Linked DNA regions of Ovis aries: region 1 is linked to region 2. The links are chromatin contacts, called in public Hi-C maps. All regions are on one chromosome and are shown on one strand. The core of a region is the stretch at or near the end of the contact, and the rest is flanking DNA. Distances in the headings are between cores, read along the strand shown.

What was found. A called contact is a pair of places that touch in the nucleus more often than the background predicts.
Region 1: a contact with region 2 is called in a Hi-C map of blood, with 2.5 times the contacts expected there. The contact joins the promoter of MTMR2 here to the promoter of MAML2 in region 2. A contact is called at or near these places in 2 of 16 Hi-C or Micro-C datasets (blood and skin fibroblasts).

What each region holds. Positions count from the first base shown.
Region 1 is chr15:13,957,493-13,960,192 of ARS-UI_Ramb_v3.0, forward strand. It overlaps MTMR2 (myotubularin related protein 2), which reads left to right and starts at 1,289. Exons shown (of 17, transcript XM_060399672.1): 1 at 1,289-1,527.
Region 2 is chr15:13,511,233-13,513,932 of ARS-UI_Ramb_v3.0, forward strand. It overlaps MAML2 (mastermind like transcriptional coactivator 2), which reads left to right and starts at 1,354. Exons shown (of 5, transcript XM_015100757.4): 1 at 1,354-2,700. The coding sequence starts at 2,640.

The sequences.
Region 1 (2,700 bases), core at 39-2,538, 450 kb after region 2:
AACTGCGGTGTTGAAGACTCTTGAGAGTCCCTTGGACTGCAGGGAGATCCAACCAGTCCATTCTGAAGGAGATCAGCCCTGGGATTTCTTTGGAGGGAATGATGCTGAAGCTGAAACTCCAGTACTTTGGCCACCTCATGCGAAGAGTTGACTCATTGGAAAAGACTCTGATGCTGGGAGGGATTGGGGGCAGGAGGAGAAGGGGACGACAGAGGATGAGATGGCTGGATGGCGTCACTGACTCGATGGACATGAGTCTGAGTGAACTCCGGGAGTTGGTGATGGACAGGGAGGCCTGGCGTGCTGCGATTCATGGGGTCGCAAAGAGTTGGACACGACTGAGCGACTGAACTGAACTCATCTAATCTGTGAAGCTGGTTTCCTGTTTTACAGATTAAAAAATTAATGTTCCATGCCTTGGATTACACTGCAAATAACTGAGAGAGGCAGGATGTGAATCCACTAACTTTAAAGTAGGCTTTGCGTGCTTAGTCGCTTCAGTCGTGTCTGACTCTGCGACCCCATGAACTGCAGCCTACCAGGCTCCTCTGTCCATGGGATTCTCCAGCCAACAGTACTGGAGTGGGTTGCCACTTCCTTCTCCTAAGTGAAGTCGCTCAGTCGTGTCCGACTCCTTGCGACCCCGTGGACTGCAGCCTACCAGGCTTCTCTGTCCATGGGATTCTTCAGGCAAGAATACTGGAGTGGGTTACCATTTCCTTCTCCAGGGGATCTTCACGACCCAGGGATCGAACCCAGGTCTCCCGCATTGGAGGCAGACGCTTTAACCTCTAAGCCACCAAGGAAGCCTCCTAAAGTAGGCTTTAATTATGATTTAAGGAACAATTACTTAATCATTTTCAGCTCTTGACATGATGAGTATTTCGCCGTCTCACCTCTCACAGCCTCATCCTTTACGCGAACCTGTGTTCAGGTCCTCCCCTCCTCATCCCCCACGTCCCTCTGCCTCTCATCCTAGGGTTTGCCCACATCCTTTATTATTCTGTTCTCTTCCCCGACCCCCACATTCCCGTCACAATCGTCCCCGTCCTTAAGGTCCTTGTCTTCAGACCCTCGTCCGTAGTACTCGCTGCTTCATTATTTTTGAAACGGCCCCTCCTCCTGCAGCCCCGGCTCCCGCCGGCCTCAGAGGAGCCTCGGCCCTCAGGCGCCGTCACGCGCTCCGCGGCCCCCGGCGGCCGCACGGGGTGGCGGCGTGCGAAGCGCGCGAGGGCGGGCGCCCCCGGGGCGCCGCGGGCTCCTCCGGCTCCCGGCAGCGCCCGCGCGCGGTGCAGGCTGGGGGAACATGGCCGCTTCCGGTCTCCCTGCCGGGCCGGCGCGGGCTTGAGCGCGGACCCAGCCCGTCGCACCCCGCCCTCCGCTCCTCCCGCCGGGCAGCCGCGGAGGTCGCCGCAGGCTTTTCCTCCGGCTGCCCCCGCGCCGCGCCATGGAGAAGAGCTCGAGTTGCGAAAGCCTTGGCTCTCAGCCAGCGGTAGCACGGCCGCCCAGCGTGGACTCCCTGTCCAGGTAACCGGGGCCCGCCGAGCGCCCGAGGGGGATGAAGTGGAGCCCGGGACCCGCTGGACGGGGCCCCACGTCGCGGGCTCCGGGACTGGGAGGCTGCGCCGGAATTCCTTCCCTCAGGCTGGGCACCTCTTCTTTCTTCCTCTCTGCGGGTTAGATGCTGGGAAAGAGGAGGTTAAAACTCTGCGGTTCTTCATCGGTCTTACCTTTTGTATTCTGGTGTTTTTATCTGCGGTCGAGAACGCCTCAGTCCTCTACATCCTCTAATCTCTCATTTCCCTTTAATTCATTTTTTGGACAGCCCTTCCCCAACTCTGTCCCCTCCCCCCTTCTCCTCCCTGCCTTTCTCCCTTGACGACTCTTCTGAGACCCTTCTCCAGTCTTTTTTCCATCCGTCTTTCAGTCTTGGGTTTCTGGCTTCTTGCCCACCCTTTCCGCTCTTTCCCGTCACTTATTTTAAGGTTTCCTTGCATTCTGATCTTCCCCCCTCCCCCCAACTTTGCTTTAAAATGTGAGTACCCACACCGTGAATCTTCCAGCTGAACGTTATTATTCCTGAGTAATGAGTGGTAGTTTTCGTTCTTCCTGGGCTACCTACCGGTTCTCCAGGTTTCCATCTTGTATCAGCTGGGATTTTTTTCCCCCTGGAATTTTGAGGAGGATTTTACTATGTAGCTTTTCGCAGGGCTGGCGTGAATATTAACTTGACGTGTTTCAAAGGCAGGTTTTTCCTGTTGTTTTAAAATAGTAAATTTTATTAAGCAATAGGAAGACCTGTATTGTTATACTGCTACATTGAAATCAGGTTCTTTTCCTTTGAAAAAGTCTAGTTGTTATTAGTTATTAGATACTAAATCGCTGTAAACTAGCACGTTTCATTTTTTTTCCCGTGAATAAATTGGAATTATTATTATTACTAGTTGCTCAGTCGTGTCCGACTTTTTGCGACCCCATGGACTGTAGCCCGCCAGGCTCCTCTGTCCATGGGATTCTCTAGGCAAAAACACTGGAGTGGATTGCCATTTCCTCCTCCAGGGGACCTTCCCAACTGTACATAAAGGATACTTCATTAATGTGCATTAGAGGATACCACAGGTTAACTGTCATAGAAAACTGTCTCTTGAGCCTTTAAATTCTGTTGCTCTCTTTTAATTCGTTTTGGACTCTGCTAAATAT
Region 2 (2,700 bases), core at 104-2,603:
CCATGAGTGATGAGGAACTTAGCCTTGGAAGGGACAGACAGCAGTATGTTCCAATGAAAAGTAAAAAAAAAGTTACATTCCATCAGAAGGCACTTGTCCCAAATCCCAAAATAACATTCTAGAATTTGTGAAAATGAACTAATGTAGACCAGCCTATCGAGAACTAAACTAGATAAATGTTTGCACTGATCTTACTCATTTCTATCCACAGCTCAGTTTGAAGCAGGAGCTTGTAACTGAAATGCGAGAGGTGGTTTAGATTAACAAAGCCCCACTGCTTGACACCTCAAATCCAAATGACTTCCAAATGAGCATAACAGACTATATGGTCCTGACTAGAACAATATTGTGCTCACTTTAGTTTATCCTCCATAAATGGTAATCAGCAGAATCCAACATGCATTTTGAGAGCTTAAAGGTAGGATTATCTGAAGATGAGACAACAATGTGTGTCAGAGATGTGTTTGTTTTGTGTTAGTGAACTTGAAACTGGACTGCTGCATAATGATTTTCCTCCTTATGTATGTAAACAGACTACCGTGAAGGCCCCAGATCTTGCATTAGGTTTGTCATAGGGAATCTTGTATTTTCAGAAAAATATTTTTTGTTCTTTTTTTTTCCTTTTTGAGAACTGATATTTGTAATTTCATCGTGATAGAATATTTTAGTTATTCTTACTGATTTTGCTTATGATCACCGAGATTGACTTAGCCAGAGACAGACAAAACAGGCTAGCAGGTAGACACTCGCCTGCCCTTTAGGAGCTAATGATGTAATTTCTTCTCTTCACCCACTCCTCCGTTTCCCCCAGTACGCACACACCCTACGCCTCCTTTTCTGACACCCAGGAACATTTCCTCCGTGTTCACCCAGCTCTCGCTAGAGTGCCCAGGGGTGTCATTGACAACATACTGAAAAATGAAAGTGATATCCTCGAGGGGTGGAGGCGGGGAGCGTAACCTGAGGTCTGGCAGGGAAAATACATCCACTGGCCGGGAATTTCTGCACCATTTCGGGCTGGTGAAGTAGTCGGGTAGAGGTTGGGGAATTTCCCCAACGTACCGCCGTCCTGCCCGAGCCGAGCCGGAGTGCGAGCTGCGCGCGCCGACGCCGAGATGCGCAGGCTTCGGGATCCTCCACTTCTTGCCGCTGGGAGGCCCTCTGCGTTCCCCTTTCCCCGCACCGGCCGCCTCGCTCGCCCGTGCAGTGGCACCCGCCTTCCACCAGGGAGCCTCGGGCGAGAGCTCCCCCGCCCTCCGTCCCCCACCCCCCTGCAGCTCGCTGGCTCTCTTTCTCCCTCTGTCTCACTCTCTCTCTTTCTCTCCCTCTCCTATCGGAGCACAATGAAAGCCTGTGTATCGCCGTGACTCCGGGCGGCGGAGCCAGTGTCAGCCCAGCGGCGAACAACAGACGGGAAAAAGAGAAAGGAAAAGACCGGCTACTTTCTTTTCCATCTCTAAAAGCGGAGCAATCCAAGAGATAGAACCACATTGCTTATTGCGAGTCCAGACCCTCAGATCCACTGGCCGGGGATGGAATGTACAAAAGTGGACAGAAAAGTGGCTGGACATGACTCGGTGCAATTTACTGGAAGTTTGTAAGTTTGACCATCGTTTGTAAATTACTCTCGGAAGAGTTTGTCTCTCTTGATACTGTATTAGAATCGAGCCGGGGGTGAGGACTAGAAACGTAAGCGGGAAAGAAGAAGAAGAAAAAAAAAAATGTGTTGAAGGATCTCTCTCTCAGTGGCTAGTGACTTCAGACTGCTTTCATTTAAGGCTGGGAAACCTTAGAGGGAATGAGGATTTTACCGGTGATTGGATTAGCTGAAGAAAAAAGCATGGTCCAGAAGTCCAATTACTGACATTAACAATTGAAAAGCTGTCTCCCTCTTTGGGGAGAAGACCACATCCTACAGCACCCCCAAAGAGGAGGAAACACCGGAGCAAAGGGAAAGGGAGGAAAAATTAAAAGCCAAAAGACAATCTCTGTTTGATTTTTGTACGTTTTGAACATTGACTTCAGAAAGCTTCTGAAACAGCACTTTAAAAAAAAAAAATTGCGGAAAAGTAAAGGCCGTGGGTTACAGAGACCATGGTAGATGTGGGTTCCTCTGCAGAAACATCCCCATAAAAGAATCTTCGGAAACGACTAGGTGACGGGGGAGTCCAGCTCTCTGTTAATACCTCTCACAATTCCCTTTGCTGTCTGTTCCTGTCTCTTGCTTGACAATCCCTGAGTTCCTGCTCTAACCCCCAGATCGTGTGTTTACAAAGTACCTCTTGTCAGCTTGGTGTTGGGGGGGGGCGGGTTGGGGGGAATCCCCACTAACTCTCTCCAACTTCTCCAGAGCTGTCAAATACAATTAGAGCAAGTTGATCAGGGTTTGTTTCCAACTTATCCTCTGCCATTGGTTTCTCTTCTTTCTCCTCACCCTCTTTTTACTCACTCCCCTCCCCCATACCTTCTCCACTACGCGCCCCCCCCCCCGCCCCACCGCCCCCAGCCTCTGAAGACTTCTATTCATGTGGTCCTGAGCTCTGAGCGCAGATTGTCAAAAGCAGATTTGCCTGTGCTAACCGGCTATAGCTTCCCACCACCTCACCATCCCACGGGCAGCAATCATTGTGTCCAGTAAGATGGGGGACACAGCGCCCCCGCAGGCCCCCACGGGAGGGCTAGGGGGGGCCCCCGGGGCGG